2 separate regions of the Capra hircus genome follow, and region 2 is linked to region 1. A link is a contact called in public Hi-C data. All regions are on one chromosome and are shown on one strand. Each heading gives the region's core, a stretch centred on a gene start, on an enhancer-like site or on the middle of the called end of the contact. The rest is flanking DNA. Distances are from core to core; before and after follow the strand shown.

Evidence for each region. A called contact is a pair of places that touch in the nucleus more often than the background predicts.
Region 2: a contact with region 1 is called in a Hi-C map of blood, with 2.0 times the contacts expected there. The contact joins the promoter of USP46 here to the enhancer-like site in region 1. A contact is called at or near these places in 3 of 5 Hi-C or Micro-C datasets (blood and liver).

The regions. Positions count from the first base shown.
Region 1 is chr6:68,813,511-68,820,163 of ARS1.2, reverse strand. No RefSeq gene overlaps it. Among named protein-coding and RNA genes, the nearest start is that of USP46, 86 kb to the left of the region's middle. Within about 2 kb of position 2,908, at least 1 of the 5 cell types and tissues checked has an H3K27ac peak or open chromatin away from gene starts, as enhancers often do.
Region 2 is chr6:68,899,279-68,906,392 of ARS1.2, reverse strand. It overlaps USP46 (ubiquitin carboxyl-terminal hydrolase 46), which reads left to right and starts at 3,864. Exons shown (of 9, transcript XM_018049455.1): 1 at 3,864-4,074. The coding sequence starts at 4,039.

The DNA.
Region 1 (6,653 bases), core at 1,659-4,158:
CTCAGGCAGGAATACTGGAGTGGGTGGCCATTCCCTCCTCCAGGGGATCTTCCCAACGCAGGGACTGAACCCATATCTCTTGCACTGGCAGGCAGATTCTTTGTAGATGGGCCACCGGGGAAGTCCTAGTGTATGGCTCTTTTATAAGTAAATTTTGAAAGTTAATGAGAACAAAATGGCTACTTGAAGAACATAAAATTTTGGAAGTGGTGATCTGCTCTTGGTCTCAGCATTCAGTTTGTATCAGAATTTTGTTTTTGCTCACAGAAGATTAAGACAATCCAAGTTCAAATATATAATTGCAACTTCCTCCTTTGTTTCTGTTGTTTTGTAAACAACTGTCTTGCATTATCCAAGATTCTTTTCAATAAAGCAAGGTAGTAGGAGAACTTTTGAGATCTTCATAAAAATAAGCTAACCTCCCAATTTATCTCAGTTGGGGTCTTCCAATGGGTTTAAATTTGATTTAGAACACCCTTGAGTATATCTGTTGATTATTTAACCAAGTTATATTTTTAAAGTGAAATCTTAATGAAAACATTTGTGGAACCCCCAAAGCAAGGTTCCATGAAACACAGTTTGAAAACCAACAATCTGATGTTAAAAAGGTAAGGCTTCCTTTTATTTCCTTCCCCCAAACATCTTTCAGCCTTTAATAGGGCACCATCATGGCTTTTCCCCCTTTTAGAGAGAGCATTGAACTAATTTTTTTTTTTCGCTTTGTTGAGATATAATTAACAGATAGCTTTGTGTATGTTTAAGATATACAATGTAATTATTGACATATGTATGTACTGCAAATAAATATCACAGTAAGGTTAGTTAACACATCCATCACCTCACATAGTTACAATGCTCTGTTTTGTGGTGAGAGCTGTCTTAACAACTTTCAAGTAGTGTTGAACTCACTGTAACTCAATTTCACTAAGATTGGTGGGAGTCTTCACTAAGACTGTTGGTGGGAGGATGGAGAGGAGGGTACAGCAGCCAGCTTGTTCTGCCTAGGTCCCTGCATTCCTATTTCCCTTCTTTCCCCTCTGCTCCCACATTGGTATCAAGAGGGTATGTTCCAGTTCAAAAGAAAATCATCAAGAACATGGACTTAAATCTTGTGGCCTCTTTAGTCCTTCCATCAAGACTCCCGTGTTCAGGATCCCATGGCTCGAACCGTGCTTTCTATGAAGGTGTCTGTTTGCTGGCTGTACTGGTAAGCTAACCTAGCTGATATAATCACTCACATGTTTTTGCAAGTATTAGTTGTTTTGACTACATATCTATTGAGCAATTGCTATGTGCCAGATCCTAAGCTAAGCTCTTTGTATGAGTTTCCTCCTTGGGTTCTCACCACTCTATGAGACAGGGTCTAGTATCACCATTCCCGTTTAGAGATGAGAAAACTGAAGCTGGGGCTTCTGGAGTACACTGAGAATCTTTCTGGAGCACTTTGTTCTGGTACCACTCGAGCTACCTGGTTCGAATTCTAGGTATAAATAATGAGATAGTTTAGAACTTTTGTTTATCTGCAGAATAGAAAAATGAAAGTGATTTTCCAGGCAAGAGTACTGGAGTAGGTTGCCATTTCCTTCTCCAGAGGATCTTCCCAACCCAGGGATTGAACCTGGGTGTCCTGCGTTGTAGGCAAACGCTAGATCTTTCCCTCTAATAACACAGCTGCAGGCTCTAAAATCAAATGAACACAAATCAGGATATGGGCTCTGCTGCTTACCAGCTCTGTGTTCTTCTCAGTCTCTGTTTCCTCGTCTGTCAAACAGATAATGAAAATAACACTCACCTCTAATGTCATTGTGAGGATTACACGAAATGAAGTATGTCAGGCATGTAACAATGGCTGACACAATGGCTACCCGTGTGTTCAGGGCATCCAATACATTCAATGTTGGAATGTGTTTGGAAAGTATTTGCTGTTAATTTGTCATTATTAATTCATTAATAGAACTGCCTGAACAAAATGGTACCCATCAAATCTTCCACTTAAGCACATATTTAAAATAAGAATAAATGATATTGTCTGGATTAATTATATATACATATATGTATATGTGTGTGTGTATATATATACATATATATAATTATATATATGTATATGTGTATATATATAATTATATATATGTATATGTGTATATATAATTATATATGTGTATATGTATATATATATAATTTTATTTGTTTATATTTGACTGTTCTGGGTCTCTGTTGCTGTGTGCAGGTTTCCTTTAGCTCTGGCAAGTGGGATCTGCTCTTTGTTGTGGTGCTTGGCTTTCTCATTGCAGAGTTGATCATTGTAGCAGCTTCTTTTATTTCAGGTCACGGGCTCTAGGGCTCCTGGGCTTCAGTAGTCAGGACCTGCAAGTTCTAGAGCTCGGGCTTCGTAGTTGTGCCCCATAGGCTCAGTTGCTCCGTGACATAGGGGACCTTCCCCAGACCAGGGATTGAACTGGTTTCCCCTGCATTGCAAGGGGGCCTCCTAACCACAGGATCACCAGGGAAGCCCTGCCTGGATTAATCTAATGAAAGAAATGAGATGATGCTAAAACCATCTAGCTTAATTCTTTGATCCTTTCAAAGTATCAGTCTCCTCTGGAAAGACACCAGCTCATATTGGGCCTCTGCCGTGGCCAGTTCTAAAGTTAATGTTTGATATCTTCTTTTCCCTTCAGGCAGGTGGGAGTCTCAGTACAGGTGGATGTTGTTTGAGGCAAGTCAATAAAAAAGAGAGCAGAGAGACCCAAGATCATCAAGCTGTCACCCTTGCATTTTGCTCAAACTTCTGTAAGTATCTCTGGGAGCAGTTTGGTCCCCGGGAGTGGGATGCTGATGCTGGTGTCTAATGAAGTCAGTGCTGTCCCCACAAGGGCTGTTTCTGCCCCTGCAGAAGGACAGAGGGGCTTGCCGGTTGCAGGCCTTTGTGGCGTGCACACCGTGGGGCTCAGCGAGGGGCAGTCAGCTTGCTGTGTCCCAGACTCCCAGATACTGTTCACTCCTGGGCCCAAAGGGATAGTGAACAGGGGGCCTGGGGTGAGAACTTCTTTGTCCCCGTCCATCCGCTGAAGGTTAGCCCAGCAAACCAACTGCCATTTTTTTACTGTACATTTAAGTTGCATATAAATTATCAGAAAATTATAGAAATGACGTACGAATCATGATTATAGTTAAAAATTCAATAAGACCTGGCTAAATAGAGTAAAAATGAAAGTTTCTCCTTTCTCCCAACTCTATTTCCTTCTCCAGAGATAACTACTAACGAAAGTTTGTAGAAGACTCTTCTAGACCTTTTCTTGCATTAACACACATCTGTGTGCCAGAGATAATATTAACATGTACATATGTGTTTAGTTTTGATTTTTAAATGTAAATGTGGGACTTCCCTGGTGGTCCAGTGGTTAAGACTCCTTGTTTCCACTGTAGAGGGTGAGGGAGGTTTGATCCCTGGTCACCCACTCCAGTGTTCTTGCCTGGAGAATCCCAGGGACGGGGGAGCCTGGTGGGCTGCCATCTATGGGGTCGCACAGAGTCGGACACGACTGAAGTGACTCAGCAGCAGCAGCAGCAGCAGGGAACTAAGATCATGCATGCCACAAGGTGAGTCCAAAAAAAGAAAAAGAAAAAAAATGTAAATGTTTTAAAATACTATTCTGCAACTTGCTTCCCTCTCCCCCAACTTAATAGCCTTGAAGATCTTTATGTACCAGAGTTACTTCATTAAAAAAAAAGTACTGCATACAGCTCCATAACATGGACACACCATAACTTATTTAAAAATATTTAGGTCCTTTTTTGCTGTGATAAGCAACCTTGCAATAAGTATCTTTGTACATATATCTTTATGCAAACAGCATTTAAACTTAAAACTTTCCCCTTTAGTGCAGGAAGGATTTATACCTGTAGGCTTGGAAGATTTAGCTGTCTGTGTGCAAATGTTGCATTAGTCCAGGGAAACACTTGGGGAAATTAGAGGGACTCTAAATCTTGGACAGGAATGAACACGGAACTTCAGAACTAGTCTGGTTTATGAATACTTAGAGATTTCTTAGTTTCCTATTGGTTTAATGTATGCAGACCCTAGAGCCATCATCTAAGGGGTCATCATTATAGTGTAATAGACTTGATGTCTATCCTCATCTGGTGTCTGAAATTCTTTCAAGTGTCTGAGAGCCAAGAGAGAGGCTTGAAAATGGATAGTGTCTGTTTTTCTGTTGTTTCCTTTCCGCCAGCATATAGAATTTCCATCTGGTCCACTTGTGAAACTCGCCTTCTTGCTGAAGTGTTTTTCCTTGATTTGGGGTTGTTTTGTAACTGTTGCTAAAGTCACATGACTTAATTTGTCAGTGCCACAAAATGTATTCTTATTCTACTATTCTTGAGATAAAATGTATAAATTGAAAAGTTGAAGGGTAGGACTTGGAGAGAGAATTTAAGAAGCTACAGTTGAGCTAAAGTCCTTAATGAGAGTGAGAGTATCTCCTCCTGCTTTGACGTCAGGGTCTCTTGAATCACCTTGTCTGTCTGTCCGATAATCCCTTCCACAGTGGTTAATAAATCTACTTAGCCTGAGGGTGGCTTCTTACGAAACACTGAGAGGCAACAGGGTGAGAGGCTAGAATCCAAACCCAGACTAGAATGAATTTGGGTTTCCGGAGCCATGGTTCCACAACCTGACTACATCAGAATCATCTAGAAGCTTTCGATATAATTTCCTGGGTCTCACCCCACACCTACTAGATCTCAGACTTACCTAAGTAGAAACAAGTTATTTATATGTAGTTTGTAATAATTGCATTCATGATAGCACATATACATTTATGCATATGGTGGTTTTAGTGATTATTATATCATGTTGAAAGGTAATATTTTGCTAATACAGCAGCTAGAAAGGAGCTGACATTTAGCTTGTCACAGTCACAAGTGTAAATATCATTCCTTCACCTACAAGACATATGTCAATCACACAGGCATCTCTTCATGTCTGCTGCCAAAAGCCTAGTCCAGGTTACCTTTATGTCTTGTTTGGACCAACCTTCTTTACTGCTTCCTCCAATCCATTCACTCATGGGCTTCCCAGGTGGCGCAGTGGTAAAGAATTAATTCACCTGCCAGTGCAGGAGACACAAGAGATGTGGGTTCTATTCCTGGGTTGGGAAGATTCCCCTGAAGTAGGAAATGGCAAACCACTCCAGTATTCTTGCCTGGAAAATTCCATGGAGAGAGAAGCCTGGCGGGGTACAGTCCATGGGGTTGCAAAGAGTCAGATATGACTGAGCACGCATACGCACAATCCATTCGTGGTACCTGCCTGCTAGGTTGCTTCAGTTGTGTCTAGCTCTTTGCGACGCTATGGACTGGAGTCTGCCAGGCTCCTCTGTTCATGGAATTCTCCGGGCAAGAACACTGGAGTGGGTAGCCATTCCTTTCTCCAGGGGACCTTCCCAACTGAGGGATAGAATGCACGTCACTTGCACCTCTTGCGTTGGCAGGAGAGTTCTTTACCAATAATGCCACCCCGAAAGCCCATTCATGGTGCAGCAGCCTGAGGAATCACTTTTACCTTTTTGTTTTGAAAAACTGAAAACCTACAGAAAAGTTGCAAGAATAGAGTAATAAGCATCCAAATTACCCCCTGGATTTACTGATTGCAATATTTTGCCATATTTGCTTTCTCTCTTTAAATATGTATGTCTTATTATTATTACTTTTATTATTTGCATTATTATTTTTGCAGATACACTTGAGAGTACACTGGAGACATCATGGCCCTTCACTTCTAAATATTTCAGCCTGTATCCTCCAAGAACAAGAGCAACCTCTTAACACAGTAACTACAGTACAATGATCAGATTGGGAAATTTGACATTGGTTCAATACTATTATTTAATTTACAGTCCATAGTCAAAATTCACAAGTTGTCCCCAAAATGTGCTTTATAGCATTCTTTTTTCTTCCAGGATCTGGCCCCCAGCAGATATTTACTTCATCTTTTGTGACATTAGACTCGTTTGAAGGGTCCAGACCTGTCATTTACACAACACTCCTCCGTCAGGGTTCGTCTGAGGTTTTCTCATGAGTAAATAAATGTGGGTGATTCATTTTGGATAGGTTCTGTCTCTGAGCATTGCATTAAGGGTCGGAGGGCCGTGGTAAGTCATCAGCCTTTGGTTCTTCTGGGTTATCACCCTCCAGAGGCATCTCATTGACCTAGCCTTTTCACATCATCTCTCCAGCCACACTGGGCTTGCTCTAGTTCCTTGAGCCCATTAAACCCTCACCGTGGAAAGCTCTTCCTCACCCTTCTCACAGTTGATCATTTCAAACATTCCAGAAGCTTGCCCAAGGAAAGAGAGTGAGGAGTTACCACTGCCTTGAAAAGGAAGTCCCTGTAAGGTGATTTGTGTTCGAAACAGTTTTCCCTCTTTAAGGCTACTTGTCTTTTGCTTTCTTTGCTTCATTCCTTTAATGCTGTATTACTCAAAAAGCAGGATGTTCCACAATGCCCTTGGCACACTCTGAAGTACACCCCCTCTCCCATGTGGTACATTACCTGTTACTTTTGCCATTTAGAATTTAATATTGTTTTTTTATTCAACTATTTCTGGAGGCAGAAAGGCTGTGTTCTGAAATGTTTTAATTGAACCATACTT
Region 2 (7,114 bases), core at 2,615-5,114, 85 kb before region 1:
TTCCCCTGACAACCAAATATTTACTAGTCTTTGCCTCTCAAATGAGGTGCAATAACCTATTAGCAATGAGGGGAAAGTGAGAGGGATGAATGTGCCAGGCACAGTGCCTGAGACCAGATGAGATATTTTTTAATACAAAAGACAAGGTACCTTCCCTCTAGGAGTTTCCAGGCCTCTTGGAGAGAGGCAATTGCCCAAATATTTAATATCTGATTTCTTGCCTGCTCTTTTGGACCAGGCACTGTGTCTTAGGTGTAAAATGGTAAGCAAAAACAGACCTGTCACTTCACATCTGAGATGAGAAACATATTATTAAACACATGCACAAAAATAATAGCAGTGATCACTTAAAATGCACATCAGCCATAGTTTTGTACTCTACATAAACTAACACAATCACACTACTCTACATAAACTAACCCAATCACAATACTCTACATAAACTAACAAACACAATCACAATACTCTACATAAACTAACACAATCACTCTATGAAGGGCCTCTTCTTTTTATGGATCCAGGAATTTTGGCATAGAGAAGGTGAGACATTTCCCTAAGTCCAGAGAATCTGGATCCAGGACTCCCCTTTTTAACCACCCACTCTACTGTCTCCATGCTGTGTGCTGGATGGCATAAGCAATTCACAATTATAAGGTCCATGAAGGGAAGGGGGATGACGCTGTGAGAACATATGACAAAGGCATCCCGTCTTGTCTCAGGTCATCTGGAGGCTGCATAACGGTAACTAAGCCAAGAGGGGAAGCAGGAGGGCAATGACACAAAACTGGTAACAAGAGAGAGGCACGAACCATCTGCATATACTTCATTGGTGGTGGTGGGAAGCAACCTTGGACGGCGTCATGGAGAAGATGAAATATCCACATAGTGGGAAGAGAACAGAGGAAAAGGGAACACCATGAATTTAGAATGAACCTAATGAATTTTGGGAACAGGGAGACAATGATGTTTTAGAATTGTTTCGGTCGTGAGCAGCAGTCACTCAATTTGAACGACCGAAGAAAACAAGGACATTACCACCTTGAGTTACTGAAGAGGCCAGGATATAGATTTGGCAGCAGTAGGACAAAAGATGTTTTTACATTTCTCAGCTTTATTTTTCTTCACTCAAGCAGTGGAAAGACAGAAGCTCTACATATCGTACCAGCTCAGCAAACTAAAGCAGCGGAGCACTTCTTTCCCCAAAGACCCAGGGCCAACTCTCATTGACTGAGCGTATATCACATCCTCCTAGCTGAACCAGTCACTGTGGCTGGGCCATGTGGTGCTTTCACTGGCCTGGCCTGAGTCATGTTCCTTCATCTGTTTAGTGCTAGCCTATGTCCCAACTTTCCACTTGTGTACTTTGCCCAGATTTTACTCTATACCTTCGTATCAGCTGGCCCCTATATATGAAACACTTCTCCTAAAATTCTCATTAGCTTGTCAACATTTTCATTACTTTGCATCTTATCACCTCCAAACAATGTTTACCACTGAAAAAGACTGAGGTTACAATTCTTCAACTAATGCCCTTTCTGATTTAGGCCTGTGAATACGAACCTCGTATTCAATTATTTATTTAATTCGTATTTAATTATTCATGAGTCTGACAAGATCTGCTGTGTTCAATTGATTTGTTGTTTGTAATTCACTGAGTTTCAATCTGAATGTTTTAGCCTATAGGCTGTTCATGCAAAGGATGCCTTGCTGACATAGCACTCAGTAATCCAACGATGTTCAATTTTCACTGTGTCAATGGCATTTTCAATCCTGTGGACTTTGCCATCCATTATGCTATACTAATGGCAGAAATTCTGAACTCTATTACGGTATAAAATTTCTATATTATTTAAGGTTTTGTATTAATGCTTTTACAGTGGAATGTCTGTGAAATTTGAGTCCTGAGTTCTAGCCTTGAGGTTGCTCCTGAACTTGTTTTATGACTTTCCTCAAGTATAATATTTTAAACCTTTACAGGTGTCAGTTGTGGGCTTCCCAGGTGGCACGGTGGTAAAGAATCTGCCTGCCAATGCAGGAAATACAAAAGACACGGGTTCAGTCCCTGGGTGGGGAAGATCCTCTGGAGGAGGAAATGGCAACCCACTCCAGTATTCTTACCTGGAGAATCCCATGGACAGAGGAGCTTGGAGGGCTACAGTTCATGGGGTCGCAAAAGAGTGGGATGTGATTGAGCCACTGAGCAGGCACATTCACCCAGGTGTCAGTTACCCCAACTGGCCATAGGTTGGGTGTTTTGTTTTCTTGTCTTCAAGGTGCTCAGCCAGATTAGCACCCCAGCTTCAGTTGTAACATATGGGTAACATGATGGAAATAGGATGCTTGGTATCCTAAGCTTTTTTTTTTTAACTGACCTACAAAAGGCGATTATAATAGGATCCGTCATCCGATGGGTTTGGTGGTGACCAAGATCATGAATGTAAAGAGCATCATGACTGAATGGTAAAAAGTCAAAGTGAGCTACCATCATTATCAGGATCTGTTCGGAAATAAGATGTAGGCAGAATAACTTAAGCAGGAATTGATGTCTGGAAATCCATTAAATATCCAGAGCCAAGATGACCCCCAACGAAACTTTGTCTCCGTTGTCTTATTTCCATCCCAGGTCCTAGGGACATTAACAATCAATGGTCTTCAACTACTAAAGAGCATTAACACTAAATAGATAATGGAGGACAGGAAGTGAGCTATTTTCCTAGTATGTTCCTCTTGGTTAGATAAAAGCTATCTTCAATTTCATTAATTTCTCCTTTAATTCGATTTGTCATTAAATATATGGGTTTAAGAACTGTCAGGCGTTTCCCTCGTACAACTTCTCTGTTGAAAGCATAAAACTGCAACTTTGTATGAGAACTGTTTTACACCTTCGGAAATGGGCTCCTCCACTTCACAGAATGTAACTGCTAAGTGGTGTAGATTGGCGCTTTGAGTTAAAAACCACGACTGTGTATGCAGGAAATGTGTATGAGCCAATACAATGACCCTCCAAACCTGAAGAAACTGGGTGGCCCCGAGAGAAGTAGGTTTTTCTAGAAGACGCGGAAAAGTTTGTTTTTCATTCTTTCCAGGTTCCATCGCTCCCTGGACCATCCCTAGTCCTTATCCAGTACCGAGACTTCCCCTTTGTACCTGCTGCTGTCACCCACTGCCCAAGCGCGCCTCGGCCCACGCTCCCGTCCCCTCCCGGCGCCCTCGACCCGGCAGGACAAGGGCTCTCGGCACTCCCGTGTCCTGACCCCATTTACTTCGTGGGTCCCCGCTGGTGCCATCTAGCTGGAAACCCGGGGACAAACGAAAAGTTGGACGTAGTCACCCCTGCCCCTTGCCTCCTCCACTCGCGGAACGTGAAAACGCGGGGCTGCTGCGGGCCGCGCGGCCAGAAAGAACAAGTGAAGAGAGAAAGCGGCCGCGAGTCCCCAGCCCGCGCGCTGAGCCTTCCGGCGGCCGACACCCAGCGCGGGCTCGGTCTCGCTTCCCGGGCGGCGCCGCGGGCCGGAGCTGGGCGGAGGAGGCCGCCGGCGCGGACGGGTCCGCCCGGGGGACCGGCTGCCGCTGCGCGAGCCGGGGCCTGGCCGCGCTTTCCAGCCGGTTCGGAGTGAAGCAGGACGCCGAGAGAGAAAAAAGAGAAAAGCCGAGCCGGGGCGGCCGGCGGAGGCGGGAGGAGGAGCCGCGGGGACCCGGGCCGGGTCGGGGCCGGAGCGCGGCGGGAGCGCTCGGGGCGTGCGGGTTGCACGCGGCGCTCGGGCCGCCCCTCCTCCCGGCGCCGCCGGCCGCGGCCCAGGCTCCCTCGCTCCGCCACTCCCCGCCCCTCCGCTCTCCCGCCCGCCTCCCGCCTTCCCCGCCCTCCCCGCCTCCTCTCCTCCCTCCCGGCCTCCCTTCTCCCAGCCAAACTGAAAGCCGGACCCCAGGCCGCCTCCCCGCCGCCGCCGCGCCCGGCCTCCCCGCGAGCGCTCCACCATGGCCGGTCCTGTTTTCCCCTTGTAAAGATGGCGGTGCGGGATCGCTGTAACCTTTAGACTAATGACTGTCCGAAACATCGCCTCCATCTGTAATATGGTGAGTGGTCGCCGCCGCCGCCGCCTCGAGGGTCGAGCCCCGGGCGTGGGGAGGCGAAGAATGGGAAACCCGAGCTGCACGCCCGCCGAGCGGCCGGTGGGGGTGGGGGCGGCGGGGGCCGTGCGGCGCCTCCAGAAGTTCCCGGCCCCCAGGCTGGGCGGGCCGGTCGCGGCCCGGAGAGCTGCCGGGGGAGGGGCCCGGAGCCCCCCGCCCCCTTCTCGGCCCCGAGACCCGGGAGCCCGCCCGCCCGCGCGTCCCTGCGCCGCTGCGCCTCCGCCCTCGGGTTGCGGTGAAGCGTCTTCGGGGGAGGAGGTAGGCCGAACCCGGACGTCCCGGGGGACCAGGTTGGAAGAGAAGCTGGGGTGGCGGGGGACGCCCACCATGTTCTTGCCGAAGATAAAGCCCTGCCGGACACCCTGACCGCCCTTATCTGATTTTTGAGTTCACTCTTTTAAACTGTATTTAAGATTCACTTTGCAGAGGCAGTCGGTGTGTCTGGAGAAATCTGAAATGTGATAGAGCTGTAAAAAAAAAGTGCAAAATTGTGGTCAGGGAAGTGAACTTATACCTGGTTTGGGAAAGCACGGTCATTTGTTGTGGATGCCTCAGTTTCCCCATCTGTGAAAGGGGGACAAGGTCATAAGGCAGTGACATTTAAAGGTCCTGAGGATGCGGGCCGGCTGGGGGGCATGGAGGAGGTCTCCAGGGTTATCCTGCCTGTCACTGTAGACCCAAGTGTGGACCGGTGGGTGTGGACGCAGCAAGAGGACATTGCTGGGCTCTGGTGAGGACGGGGCCCACGACATCGTGATCACTTTAACTTGTATTTCTCCCATTGCTTTGCCTTCTGCAGGAACAACCTCCAGCCATTGGGTCTCAAGGGTGCCTCCTGCTGGTACTTCCACTTGTCAGAGCCTTGGGGACCAAGGCTTGCCCCCTGGAGTGAGGCACTGCCTTCCTGTGCACGATGAGAGGGTGTGTGCTTTGCCTTGGCTGTCCAGGGACCAACCCCCCACCCCGCCCCCATCCTGTCTCCCCTTCCTCCAGCTGGATGGAACACATGCTCTTTTAATACCAGTTTGGGGAAACCTCTCAAGCTAGTAACACAGGCCGCTAAAGGGAATCTGAGGAGGCTTGATTGAAAAGCCTGGGAGTAAGGTGATCTGGCTGCCCTTCCCCCATCACCCAGCTTTTCAAATCTTCTGTCCCATATTCTCCTGCAAGATTAACACATGGGAAAGGAGCATTAAGGAGCCATGTGTTACTCAGGGATGGAATCAAGACCCACTGGCGCTGGCTTCAGTTTTCAGCGCTGTTGGACGTGGCTACTGCTGTGGTGGGCAGAGCAAAAGCTGGGCCTTCCCGGGGTGACAGCTGCAAAAATACTGGCGCAGGACCAGTTAGACGTGGTGGGTGGCTCCTGGCGGGTTTCCATTTCCTCTCTTCTCCACGCGGAGACAGGCCCCCTGCTCCCTCCTGTCGAGTGGCATTAATGTTGCTTGGTGCAGTGAAAAGGTGATGCCTCTCTTCCCGGTTTCTCTGTCTGCTAAGACCAGCTCCTGAGGGGAACTGTGAAACCAGAGCAACTCTAACACTCTCTTTCGTGCCTGCTCGGGTGGCTTTGGGCTCACAGGGCAGGGGAGCCGTCGGTGGTGGTGTTCCTGCCCCGCTTGTTTGTGGTGACGCCTCTGTATTGAAGCGGGCTGGAAACTTGAGAGTTAGCGTGTGCCAAGATGAAGCCAGCCTCCAGCTTTTTTTCTTTTTTGCCCTCAGTGCAGCTGGGGCTTCTTGGCACACCTGAGCAGAATGTCACAACCTGTTTCCAACAAAACTCAGCTAGAGAGGCAAGCTGCAGGGCAGACGAGAGGAGTGGGCTGTGGAGAACTGACATCTCATGTGAAGTCCTTAAAAAGGCACCAAACTTAGGATCATCACCCAAGTGAGATGAGGAACCAATAATTCACAACTCGGGAGTTGTACATTCCGATATAGACCCTGTGCCTAGAGTAAGGGACATAAAGAGTCTGGGGTCTAAAGTCAGACTTCCTGGGTTCAGGGTTTTGGTTCGAACATATGCTAGTTTTTTGTCCCAGAACCAGTTGCTCTCCTACTTTCCTAATCTACAAGAAGGGGATGATAATGGTTCCTCCTCATGCGACTGTTGTATTAAAGGAGTTACTGAGCCTACTAGGTAGCAAGTACTTACTGAGTATCAGGTGTTGATGATCAGCTTCATCTTTATCATTATTATGTCATCTTCAGTTGTTTAAAGGACAGTGTCTTCTTGGACCTGATGTAAGCAGCTGCTAAGATAAATGCTAAGATAAATGTTTGTTTATGCAAACCAAGCCCATACAGGGAGACTGGGGTGGGAGTCCTTAATCCCGCCCCCTTATAAAAGGCTGCTCTGGTGCCCTGGTCCCTCCCAGTCTTGCTTCCCACAGAGGAGGCTGGGTGGTGAGACTGCTGTCTTTTCACTTGTTCAGACATACAGTTTCATTGGACCTCGCTTAAGATTGTTCACTCAATGATGAATTGTTTCCAGGTAGGTCTTCTGTGGGTCTCTCCTCACCACTTCTTTTCTCTCTGGGGGGCTCTAACTGATCCTTCCCAGTCCCAACTCCATTTGATCCCAAATGGAGTTGTAGTAAGAAGTGACAGTTGACAGTTGCGTCTTTTTTTTTTAAAGCAGGTCATCTGGCATATTTTAAACAGGCTGATGTGTGTCACAGAAACAGTGATAGAAGATACATCCTTCTAGGTAAGGCTTGTGCAAACCAGGACCTAGTACTGAGTCTGGATTTGTTTCATCCAGCAGACAAGAAAGGACGCAGCAGAGCAGGAAAAACCTTGTTGCAAATCCTTGTGTGATTGAGAAATAAACACCTTCTCTTTTCCCCACACTTCTTGTGCCAGTTTTAGATACAGGGGTCGTGGAAAATACTCCCATCCCTCTACTTGTCTTCTACCCCCGAGGTTTTATTGTCCATTGGCAGTTTAATGCGAGTTCCCGTTTGTCTTAATTTCACTTCGTGTGAAT